2 separate regions of the Zea mays genome follow, and region 2 is linked to region 1. A link is a contact called in public Hi-C data. All regions are on one chromosome and are shown on one strand. Each heading gives the region's core, a stretch centred on a gene start, on an enhancer-like site or on the middle of the called end of the contact. The rest is flanking DNA. Distances are from core to core; before and after follow the strand shown. Region 1 has its middle 52 kb from the start of LOC111589735. Region 2 has its middle 110 kb from the start of LOC103632402.

The links. A called contact is a pair of places that touch in the nucleus more often than the background predicts.
Region 2: a contact with region 1 is called in a Hi-C map of endosperm, with 3 times the contacts expected there. The contact joins two enhancer-like sites. A contact is called at or near these places in 2 of 25 Hi-C or Micro-C datasets (bundle sheath and endosperm).

The regions. Positions count from the first base shown.
Region 1 is chr7:59,826,344-59,833,010 of Zm-B73-REFERENCE-NAM-5.0, forward strand. No RefSeq gene overlaps it. Among protein-coding and RNA genes, the nearest start is that of LOC111589735, 52 kb to the left of the region's middle. Within about 2 kb of position 3,613, at least 18 of the 20 cell types and tissues checked have an H3K27ac peak or open chromatin away from gene starts, as enhancers often do. A contact at or near this core is called in bundle sheath and endosperm, where this site is marked.
Region 2 is chr7:60,205,511-60,212,177 of Zm-B73-REFERENCE-NAM-5.0, forward strand. No RefSeq gene overlaps it. Among protein-coding and RNA genes, the nearest start is that of LOC103632402, 110 kb to the left of the region's middle. Within about 2 kb of position 3,736, at least 18 of the 20 cell types and tissues checked have an H3K27ac peak or open chromatin away from gene starts, as enhancers often do. A contact at or near this core is called in bundle sheath and endosperm, where this site is marked.

The sequences.
Region 1 (6,667 bases), core at 2,363-4,862:
ACGATCATGTATACCTGAAAGTATCACCGATGAAGGGTGTTAGCTGGTTCGGGGTAAAAGGAAAGTTGGCACCCCGATATATTGTCTCATTCCCCATTCTTGAGCGATGTGGGCCAGTGGCGTACAGACTTCAATTACCAGAATCATTATCTGCGGTGCATAATGTGTTCCATGTATCTCAGTTAATGAAATGTCTTCGGATTCCTGATCGAACTATAGATGTGGTGGATGTTACTTTGGAACCAGACTTGACTTATTCAGAACATCCCATTCGAGTTCTGGATCAGAAGGACAAAATCACTCGAAAGAGGACTCTCAAGTTCTATAAGGTACAGTGGAACCAACACACTGAATAAGAAGCTACCTGGGAGACCCGAGACTTCCTATAGAAAATTTTTCCTAGGTTTTTAGCTTCATGTAACATGTAAGATTTATGTACTTTATTGTAAAGTTAGAACAAACCCCACACCACCCCCTGCTCTGTAATAAAGTTGTGACGTGTTTCCTTTTCCATTACTTACACTAGAACCTTAAATCTCGGGACGAGATTATTATATGGGGGGAAGGATGTAACACCCCTAGTGTTACAAGAACTAAAACTTGGGCATGTGTCACACCCGGGTTTTAGGGACCCGGACGCGAACATAAACACTAGGTGTGTTGGGACCAAGTCTCACACATATGATGAATAGTGGTACAGAAACGAATGTCACAACTTTATTATACAATAGGGGTTCTGTACAAAATAAATAAATAAATACATCGTAAGGAGACAACGATCCAACAACCCAAAGTTGACTGGGAGACGACGGCCTAGACCTCTCACGAACACATCGCAGCATCCACCATGCGCCTCATCCTATGGTACCTGTTCATGACCTGTGGGGGGTTGTGAGACAGCAAGAGTGATCTCACATACGTTCATAGCTCAACAAGTTGTTGGGAATAATGTGCATGAACTCACTAAAGGTTGGAGCTCATGTGAAGTGTAAGGCTCACCAAAGAGATTGGTTAAAGCTGAGCATTGCTTTTAAAGTTGGTAAAAAATTTATTAGCAATTACTAAGTATAAGTAAATACCAAACCATAATAATAATAGAACAAAACTAATAATAAATCCCATGCAATGCAAGTGACGAATTGAATTTAGTTCCATAATTTAATCATGCGATAGTCCTGAGCTACTCATGACCGTGAGCTCGACTAGTATACCAGTTTTACATTCTGCAGAGGTTGTACCCTGTACCCACAAGTCGTGTATCCCATGTCGCCAGGGTTATCTAGACCCTTAGACACTACCGAGGTGAATGGCTAGGGATTAATTACGGGGCCTTTACAAAGTTCCACTAACTTCCGAAAACCCGCTACAGTTTCTGGGAAGAGCAATTGCAAGAATCCCTCGTCTACCGCCATCGCCGCAAAATCAACCCAAGAACCTCCCTGCATGCCTACTCCCCTACCGCCCTTGCCCCTTTCAGGTAAGGTAGTCTTCCACTAGCTTTCCTAATTAGTCATCCAAGGGTGTCCCATTCCACCCTTGTGGTCGCACATGTTTCTCAAGTTAAGCTCCATGTTCCAATTAAAAATATAATGATCTTGACATGAACATAAATAAAATAATAGAATAATTGGAACATGGACATGATGTAGTATTAATCCCAAAACCATATAGAGCAATAGCAAAACTACCCAAATAGTTCAGGGGTAAACAAGGTATAAAAATAATCAAACTAGGGTGACCTATTGGATCCCATCAAAATTAAACCTATGCAGGAATAAATGATTATAAAGAACATTATTGGGTAAATAAAAGTGATCAAAGGCACAACTTGCCTGGGACTTGAGATTCCAGGTACCAGGATGAACTTCAGGTGACTCGTAACCTCGCTGCTAGTCGTAGCAATACAAATAAACATGGTATAGACAAAATTAACATCACACCAAACATAAGAATAAATTGCATAATAATAATCTATGTGTTGCTACGAGATCGTGGGATCGAGAACTACTAAGATCGGAGTCGTGGTTAATGAGTTATGATTTATTGGAGATATATGTGATTTATATATTATAAATTGATCAGTGTACATCATATGAGAGAATATCTTATAAATAATTAACTCAACATTAGTTTTAATTATAACTTGACTAGAGATCATGTTTAACTCAAATTATAATTATGGACATGTTAGATTTGGTTTAGAAGAGCTAATCTCGTAGACATAGGATAAATAAATATAAAAGTATGCGACATGGTTTAATTAATGTTGTTACTGCGTAGTAAATTTGGAATTAAAACGAAGTTAACGCAACTGGAACGAGTCAATTCGGAACTAAAACGAAGAAGCGATGGATTTTCGAAGTTTTCAGTGTTGAATTAAAAGAAACTAAGTGCATAATTTTTAATCTAAGTTTCATAACTAAGTAAAGTTACTGGATGATGAACAATATTAATATGAGTCTAATGCAACTGGAATAAATTAATTCAGAGCTAAACTGAATTAAATATGAATTATACAAGTTTTTGGACTTAATTTTGCATTAAAAATCAATTTCCACAATTAATTAACTAATTTCCTGAGCTTTGGACAGGGCGCCAAATACTGGAAAGCACAGGGACCTCTGCGCAAGGATTACTAAGACTTAGAGTCAATCTATGATGGATTGCGGGTTGATTTCTATTAAACTGAGAGACTCTTTGGCAAATCGGCCACAGATCTATGCCGTGTGGCAGAGATTAAATTTCGCAATGGATGGGTTAGCAGACAACCTAAATCGCTAGATTGGAATCCAACGATGGAGATGGTGTTGCCCTAAATCCGATCGTGTCTGCCCGATCTAGGTCAACGGATCAGATTGCACGCGACGAAAGGGTAAGGCATGCTACGATCAAGACCATTGTCTCAGCTACCAGCGACCGCGATGATCCCATAACCCCTTACGAACTGCGAGCCAATCACAGCCATTCACACCAATCTCGATGGTTATGTCGGCCTCTTCCTTACTCCCGCCGGCCAACCCACGGCGGTGCCCTCACCCGTGGCAGCGCCAAGGCCGGTAACGCCGCCCGGTGCATTAGCATCATTAATAATCCCCCCGATCTAGCAAAGCGAACGCGGAGCAATCCCCAAATACGATGGGGGAACATGAATCTCACCAGGAACACGATGAGGAGGGATTTGGTGGCGGCGGTGCACCAATCACAGCGCAGTGAGAGCACCCTTCCCCCGGTAACGGATGGTCACGAGTCACGACAGAGGCTCCCCAGCTGCACACGAACGAAGAACGGCTTCGTCGCCACGTAGGTCACCCACGCCACCCGGTCGAGAACTACACCAGAATGGAGATGGTGTGCTCGCCCACGATCGCTCACCAAGTTCTCTCGATGGTTCACACCGCCTCGACGTAAGGTGCAAACCACTAATGGGCACTAAGGTACGCACGGTCCCATTTAACCACACCACCGAGCGCGGCGCCGGAAGACGCGGAGAGAGAGTTGCTACGATCTCGGCACATCTCGCGCTCGCTCGCAACAACCCAGGGGAGAAGACGTACAGGGACTCTGGCCCACGTGCAGCGACACGTCTCGCCTCCCACGCAGCTGCAAGTACAGGGCCACCCACCAGAGAAAACCACGCGCGCCCGTGGAGGGAAACTGACCCATGGGGTCCTCATGTCAGCTGGGTAAAGCTCGGCTAGTCAAGTCAGCATGGAGACGCCGTTAGTTGGGCCACGCGCAAAAGCAAGCCAAGATGGGCCGAGGTAGTGAAGATGGCGGCCCAGTGCGTGGCTTTTTTTTTCTTTTTCTTTTATATTTTCTTTTCTTTTCTCTTTTTATTTCAAATTCCAACTTCCATCAAATTTTAAATTTAAACTTTGTGGCAAGTTTGGACTTAGGCTAATTGTTTAATTCGATCATACCAAATGTGGTGAAGTTATTTAATTATAAATTTTTATTTTGTATTGTATAATATTTATTTCTTTCTTTCCTCTTTTTCTTATTTTTTTCCAAATTCTCCTAAATTTCAATTTGTGGTTCATTCCAAATCTTCATTATATTTTATTAATATCCTTGCTATTATTTTCAAATGCACAATCAAATAAACTCCAACATGATGCACATAATATTTATATGTTCTTGGCTAATTTCTTACTTAGATAGGGTAGTTCACATGTGATATTAACATAGGGGAATTATACATAGGAACAACTATCTCCTTTTATTTGTTTTACAAATTTGAGTATTATAGCATGGCATCATATGCATTGACATTTCATTATGTATGTTACACCTAGAGTGCATCCACTATGCTAAAACTTCAAAACAAGTTGTGATGTGATGACTTGAAGTGATCCTTAACCCTAGGATAGGGTACTTAACTGAGGGATAGAGATATGTGGGTGTGTATGATAACAAATTGAGTTTTATCTCAAAAGATACTAGAGATGTTCATAAGAGACTAAACTTGGAGAATTTGAGTGGCACATAAACCCTAGAGCACTCAAAACCCTAAGAAGAACCCTAGAAACCCTAATTAGTGCCCTAAAAGGTGATTTCAATTTCTATGCACTTTTGGACCAAAGTGCATATATCAAAGTGGTAGAGTAACAAAAATTAAGCAACTTTTACATTTGGAGATTTCCATGTTTTGTGGAACAATTTGGAGTAAATTGCAAAATGTCTCAAAGGCACCATATGGCTTAACTCTGAAAAACAGTGTAATTGGGCTGACTTTGGGACCCTATATCTCTCAATCCATGGAGATTTTGCCATGGTAGAGCTATGTTAGTAGTTCAAGTTTGATTAAGTGATCTAGCCCATGGACTGTATAGAAATTGGAATAAAATGGACTTGAAGTTAGACTGTCAGTCGGATCAAGCACTGAAGTTTAACTGACAGTGAACTCTGATGGACTTTAGAGCCAATTTGTGCTTGATCGAGTGATCAAATGACCAGGGTTCCTATAACCGAATTGAAGCTGGTATATAGGTCAATAACTTTGATGTAATCTAGTTAGTAGCTCATCACATAAAAATTGAAGAAAAATGCCTCTGAAGATGCTCTGTCAGATGAATTAAATAGGGTCGTGATGGTACAGTAACTGAACAAAGATACCAGATTCAGTGAACTTCGCCGCCGGTGATCTCCGTGCCGCGATTCACACCGGCCACTGTGATTCGTGCTCAGCTCGGGAAGGTTATCACCGCGAACGTGAAAAGATCAGAGGGGAAGTGGATCGAGCCGGCCTTACCGTACCCACTAGCACCGGCAACGTGGTCGTGTGACCATCGCCGTGGTTACCACCATTCACTTCGGTCGCACCACGCCATAGGCCATTTTACCACGTCGTCGTGAGTCATGGAGAGTAACCAGTGATGGCCGTAAACCTTTGCCCAGTGAATGCCACGATAAGCGAACTCCGATGGCTCACCTTTGCTCCGGCCACCAGCTTATCTTCCCCAAATTCGGAGCCACCGCTTCTGGTCATTATAAATTGATGCCCCCGCCTGTTCCGCTAGCTTGTTACGAAGCCAGAGCACCGCTCCTCGCTCCCGATTAGCCACAACGGCCCCCGAATTTCGAATTTCCCCCAAATCGGTAAACAACACTGCCGTTTGACTTCGCGACGTGGCCAGCCGATCTCAGGTCCGTTCATCCCCTTCTGTGCCATGTTTTAGCATCCTTGACTGTTAACGTTGCTCATTGGCCCTACCAATTGAGCGCTACCGCGTTCTAGCATCAAGAACATCATCTCGCCGCGGCGGAACGCCTCCGAGCGCACACTCACGTCGACCCACTCTTCTATCCCCGTTCGGTCCAAATTAGTGCGTGTACCCGACCTCTGGTGAATCACTGAAACTCACCCTAGCTTCAATTTAGGCGCTACCACATTTTGTTGCTCAGAACACGCTCACCGGAGCCCTTGTGCTGCCGTAACCGTGAACAAACATCGATTAGGGTCGAACCCATCCAATTGAGTGAGGGCTTTTGTCACACCCGGATTTAAGGGATAAAGCCGGGTGCGTCTCATATGTGCGCCAAGGAAGAACAACACATATAATAACAGAATATATATAGATAAATGTCATAAATATCATAAATGTACTTATTACATAGCGGAAGTCTTACAAAATAAATGATAAATGCAAATCGAACTAAATATTATTTCCCTGGCGCCACAACGCTGACTAGGAGACGCCACCTAGATCAAGTCGAACTCCTCGTTATGCGGCTCCTCTTCAACCACCTGCTCTTCACCTGTGGGGGGTTTATAATCGCAAGAGTGAGCTCACAAAAGATCATAGCTCAACAAGTTGTGGGGAATAATGTGCATGAACTCACCAAAGGTGGGAGTTCATGTGAGGTGTAAAGTTAATCAATAAATAAAGGTTAAAGCTAAGCATTGCTTTTTATAAGTTGGTCAAAATTTTATTAGCGGTTACTAAATGTAAGTGAATACCAAACCATAGTAATAGTAAATAAAAGTAATAATAAATAATCCCACTGTGATGCAAATGACAAATTGAATTTAATTCCATAAATTAATCATGTGAGTGTCCGAGCTGCTCATGACCGTGAGCACGGCTAGTATACCAGTTTTACACTCTGGAGAGGTTGCATATCTTTATCCACAAGTCATGTTACCCATTTGCCATGGGGTTGATCG
Region 2 (6,667 bases), core at 2,486-4,985, 380 kb after region 1:
GCCTGGGCTAAAACCGGCCCATCACTGTTTAATCTTTTCCTTTTTCTTTTTCATTGAAGCTTTAGGAAATTGTAGAAAATTGTAGAAAAACCCTAAAATTGTCAAACCAATTTTCCTAGACTTCTTATTTTCCATAGTATTTAATAAAAATAGTTTCATGATTTTTAGGACAAATAGGGAATTTTGGAGTATTTAAAGTAGCTTAAAACATTAATTCTGGATTTTTATAAAATAAATGGTAATTCCAAAAATGCCCAAACTTTTTATATGAGCTCTACACATTATTTAGAAGCCTTGGGTAGAGTTTGGTTTGATTTGGACCTTGTTTGGTACTTAGAACCCAAAAACCCCACCCCCTGCCCTTTGAACTCCTTTACTGACTCCGGAAACCATAAGTTCTCGTAGTTCCGTGAAGAAAAGTTGTATTCAAGACTTTAGATAATAAATCCTTATTATCTTAGCACTCTCATGAGCATTACATGGCATTCATTCTTATATATACCTATATGGTTATATTTAGAAAACGAAGAAGAAGTCGAAGTAACCGAAGAAAAGACACCACCACCTTCGGAATCTCAGGCAGGAAATTATTTCTACTTTGATATCTGCGGGTCCGAGCCTGACTCACCTATCAACGAAGGCAAGCCCCGGTGCATTTGCCACCTTCCTTGATGTTTTAAAATCTTTCTCACTTGCTTGATGCATTAGGTGATAGGAGTTGATTGATAAAACAATTCCTGCATTACCTTCCTTGAATTTGATTACCTTCCTTTATCACCCGTTTTACAAAAGATTTTGATGCTCAGCCTTACTTTAGAAAAACAAAATGTTTGTTTTTACAAAAGATGATGTGGCAAAAGTGGGTGGGATGTTTTCGAAAATAAAACTTGATGGTGGATCCATCACGGTCGTGATGGGTTCAACATCGGAAAAGATGTACCTCTGCCAGGTACCAAACTTTGGGTTTGAAATGATTAAGCCGAGACCGGCATGTGACTTGCACGAGAAAGGAGTCTCGGTGTAGTGTCTCCGTCTGAGTCGATTAAGGAACGTCTCGATGTAGGCCTGCTGACCGGGGACCCTTTAGCTGGTCACATGCCTCATCATGGGTAAGCCTTGCCTCGGGCAGACTAAGGCCAGAATAAGATAACACGGAATGGGCGTGGAGCGGTGGCGAGAGTAGGGTGTACCCTCCGTGGCAAGAGGCTGGACGGTGGTGTATCTGTGCTCTCGGTTCGCTTGAACCTGATCTGGTCTTAAGAACCCCGATGGCGGGTTGACATATGCAAGGGTTAAGTGCTACATATGTCGTGTGATTGGATATCCTCAGCTGAGTATAATCGATTCGGATTGCCGTACCTTCGCGGTTATGAAGACTTGGTCACTGACTTACACGTAGCAATCCAGTAAACATGAAAGGTTTGTTAAGAAATTGGCTAGTGCAGGTCAAGTGATTGAACTAGGGTAGAAAGAACTCTAGTTGCAGGTAATTGTATTTAACTTGACAAATAAAACTGGATTTTTAAGGATCCACTTTAGTAAGCATTTCTGTCAAACAGAGTCTTTGATTATTGAGAAGCCTTACCTTGACTCCCTTAACCAGCATACCCTTGAGAGTCTTTACTTTAGTCGGGTAAGACTTGCTGAGTAATTCCATACTCAGGGTTTTATTCCCCGTTGTTTTTAGGTGAGGAAGCGACAAATTTTTGTTGCTTCTGCTCTAAGGTGGTGCCAAAGGAAGAACACAAGGAATGAAGTGCGGGAGGAAAGGATCCTCCATTAGAACTTTTGTGTAAAACTTATCGGGAGGAGTTTTTGCCTCCCTGGGTATGTAATAATATTACTCTGCACTCCTAGGATATAATCTGGTCTGTACATATTCAACTTTATCTTACTTTAAAATAAAGGTAAGTTTATGTAATTGCTTCCGTATTCTCGTAACTCTGATGCTTGTAATGTCTACGTGACGGGTGAAACGCTCTTGGGAAAGGTAAGAAAAGCAGATACCGAACTTGTCAAGTGATTCAGGGGCACCTACAGGGTTGTCTGAGGTCCGTTGGACAAGGACAACTGTAGGTGGGCCTAATTACTTGGGAGGTTCCGTCACAGGTAGCCAGGGTCAGTGGGGCATTGTATGCCAAGGCGGTGAGCCCCTTTCTGTTGACAGGGAATCGATGGGGACGGTTGATGTGTGTCGGGAAGTAGTGTCTCGCCACGTCGTGTGTTTAGGTTTTAGGTTTACCTTGCAAGGTTTAAAAACTCGATTCGAATCATCTGCTTCTCGCAGCTAATGAGACTGCTTGATCCATGCTGCTGCATCGAGTAAGAAGTGGAATGAGGTTACTTTCAAAAGATGTTGATTGCTATAATGTTTGATACCATGTATGAATAGCTAGGTACTCATCTAGTCTAAATTATTATTTTAGAACTTGAAAAGATAAAACTTGATTTTAGACTCAACTAGTGCTTTTGGCAAACCAAATCACTCAGCAAAACAGCTTCATGGTCTAGAGGTAGAGGAGTAGACTCCTCATACCGGGTAAGTCTAGCTGAGTATTAGTATACTCAGCCTTGCTTGTGGCACAATTGTACAGGTACCTTGGAGACATGGTTGCTGGAGTGACTTGACCATCCGCCCTGCCACCGGGCTGGACAGTCGAGTGGGACCCTGCCTCAGCAGGAGAGGAGCAGGAGGAGTGATGGGCCAGACTTCCCCATCCTCCCTTTTCTTTTATCGTTAGTTAATTTCCGATGTATCGAAACAATGATTACTACTTTTGAAACTCCGATGATGATGTAATAACAATTAAGTACTTCTTTAAATTATGGTTTTATGCTTTATTGTATTTCTCTGTGCCTCACCTTTGAGTGAGTATGTGCTACTTAATCCTGTTAGTGGCTTTATCGGACTAGATCCGAGGAACTGACGGTTTATTCCGATTTAAGTGCGTCATTGCCTCTAAGATGGGACTTGGGCACTTAAGTTAGAATAATTTGGGCGGTTCCGCCACATGGCGCTCCAGCCGCACCACGCTCTAAACCTCTCACCTCTATGTGGGCCCCACTTGATAGGTCTTCTCCTCGAAGCAAACTCACGCACGGCGGATAGTAACAACCCCTTACTGGTGCCGTGGGTTACGCTCGGACTTGGGCGAACTTCACATCACCAGAACCTGTCCTTGGGTATATAACTTGCGATCGTACACCCTCATCCCGTCAGTCCGACCCTCGGCCACGATGAAGTATCAAAACATAGAGAGCTCGCCGCGACGGAGAGAGAAGGGTTGCCGCCGATGGGGTGCTCCATCTACGGTGTTGTTCGTTCCTGTTGTTCGGATTAGGAGCCTCATTGACAACCATGGAACCTGCTCATCACGTCTTCAAGAGGAATCACGGTCGTGAGCGATCGGAATCGCTCGCTGGAATTAAGGAGCGCCATGGTTCCGCCCTGCACCATGGCCGCACCCACTACTGCATCAAGACCCCGATAGGAAGCCCTGGACCCATTTACTCCATGCTACTGCATCGCGTAGCAACGCTTTGCACTCGTTTTTGTTCACAGGATCACTTGGCTGGGTGTTCGTCGGGGTAGAGCCGCCGTGGGAGATCACTGCGCCGCCATGGGATCGGGCGTGGGGGTGAGACAATCACGTGGCCGCTGATCCGGTCATGGATGGCCACGATTAGAAGTAACATACCAGTTCGGCTAAGCGCGCGGTGGCCGTGGATCCGGGTATGGACGGTTGGGATTAGAATAGGGAGGATCACGTCGTAGCCATCCAACTCTGATCGGGCGGGTAAGATTAGATCACATCATTTTAAAATTTGAACCTTCAGATCATGATCGGATGACCACATGTGCAATACCGGTTCGTGTAGAAGGTTGGCCTAATCCGCGCCACTGGTTTATGATCTGATGGTGCAGATCAAAGCATACCCCTATGGTCGCGCTGATATGCAAAAGAACCCTCGGACCTCTATGAAATCAACCCGCAGTCTGTATGTAGTGTTAGAATATTAAACTTAGGTCCTTGATTTTAGCAGTTTAGTCCCTGATATTTAAATAAATGCAAACCGCAGTCCATGAGCGCTGGATATTGATAACATTAATATAGAAAGTGATTATTAAGATGAAAATTGATCCCCGCAACTTAGAAAAATAATAACTTATTCATTTTAACTCTGATTTGATCTGTTCAAGTTGCGTTAGCTTTGTAACAAAATTACCTATACAATAACAACATTATTTATAACATATCACTTACTTTTATAGTTAGATATTGTCCATGATTATAACCTGGCTAAAGATACAACCTATAATGAAGTTATAACTTGGATTAAAGTTTAATTAATTATTTCTCAAATGATTTATATTAATTAACATATAATATATCTTTTATTGTTTAATCACCTAAATCTTTGAAAATCATATCTTTTTAACCGTAACTCCGATTTTAGTGGTTCTTGAACCTACACTCTCGTAGCATCGCGTAGAATATTTTTACGTTATTTGTTCTCATGTTTGGTGTACTGTTATGTGATCCTTGTCTATTTGTATGTATTGCTACGAATAGCGGTGAGGTCACAAGAATCTGAAGACCAACTTGGTACCTAGGATCTCAAGTCTAAGGCAAGTTGCGCCCTTGATCACTTTTCTCTACCTAATAGTGTTCCTGTTAATCACTTTGACATGCTCAGGTTAATTTGATGGGACCTAATAGGTATCCCTAGCATTGTTTATCCCACACCTTGCAAACAAAAGAACTATTGGGAAGATTTGTTATTGCTCTACATGGTTTTGGGAAATTAATGTTATATTATGATCATGTTCTAGTTTTGCTATTGTTTTAATTATTGTTCATGATAAGATGATTATGTTAATTGGAACATGGAGCGACCACCCGGGAAAACAGTGCTACCACAAGGGTGGTATGGGACGCCCTTGGCCGACTAATTAGGAAAGCTAGTGGAGGACTACCTTACCAGAAAGGGGCAAGGGCGGTAGAGGAGCTGCGGTATAGGGAGGTTCTCGGGTCGATCATGATGTGATGGCTTTTCAGATGAGGGATTCCTATATTGCCTTTCTCAGAAACCGTAGCAGGTTTTCTGAAGCTAGTGAAACTTTGTAAAGGCCTCGTAGTGCTACCTTGCCTCGTCTCATTGGTAGAGATGTATGGGATTCATGACCCCATGAAAAATGGGTAACACGACTTGTGGGTAAAGATGTACAACCTCTGTAGAGTGTAAAACTTGTATATCAGCCGTGCCCACGGTCATGAGCGGCTCGGACCCTCACATGAGTAATTTCTGGAACTAAACTTAATTTGTCATTCGCATTGCATTGTGGGTGTTATTATCAATTATGATCTCATATTTATTTGGGTTGGTATCTACTTATACTTAGTAACTGCTAATAAAAGTTTCACCAACTCTAAAAAAATGCTCAGCTTTAATCATCTCCTTTGGTAAGCCTTACAGTTCACATGAGCCCCAATGTAAGTGAGCTCATGCACATTATTCTCCACAACTTGTTGAGCGATGAACGTATGTGATCTCACACTTGTTGTACTTACATCCCCCAGGTCAAGGTCAGGTACCACAATATAAGGAGCATGCAGGATGCCATGATGAGTTCGTGAGAGGTCTAGGCCGTCATCTCCGAGTCAACTATGTTTGCTGGATCATTGTTTTCGTATGATGTAATTATTTAACTATTGTGTACAGAACTCCATTATATATTAAATACGTGGCATTCATTTCTGAACCATGAGTCATCAGATGTGTAAGACTTGATCCTAGCACACATTTGATTCGCGTCTGAATTTGCCCTCAAATCCGGGTGTGACACCCCAACAAAACCCCAATTTCTGGCTGTATTTTTAAATTTGTGGTTGATTTATAAGTCTGATTGAGCTCAAAATTTGGGGAGATCTTGGAAACATATTTTCTCAGATGTGTGTAAAATTTCATCTCAACCGGAGTTCGTCTGGTTTAGTTTTGGATTTAAGAACATAATTTTGTACTCTAAAAACATCACTTGTTGAGAATACTATTTTGGACAGTTTCGGACTTCTCGGTGTTCGATTTGCGATCCGTTTCGTTTGCTGGTATCATATGAGTATTAGGAACATTTTGTAGTCATGAGATCACTTGTTTGTTGATGTGTTCATGGTTTTAGCACTTGCTTCATCTCAATTGAAATGAATTGTCCATTTTCAGTGTTTGGAAGCGAAATTTGATTGGCTCCCATTCACCCCCTCTGGTCGTCTCACCGGTCCTACATCATGATTTACAAATATTATGGGGCATCAATTTCTTTTATCTTTCTTTCTTGCTACACAAGTCTTCAACCTTGTCTCCTTCATTGCTTCTACACACAAGCTCTTTCTATACCGAGGCCGGCTTGTACCTTCATGACTTGCACCTTCGTCGTTCTTGAATATAGCCGAAGCTTCTTTGTGTGTTGCTTCGACCGAAGTCCATCTTCGACCATCCTTTGTTTATATGACTGAAACACATTTGCTTATTGTCACACCCGGGTTTTAGGGGTCCAAAACTCGGGCGCGAAATAATCACCACGTAAAATGAATTAGTTATGATTTTCCCAAGTTTTAAGTGGTAGATACAAAACAAATCAAGTGCATAAATTTAACCATATGTTCCATAC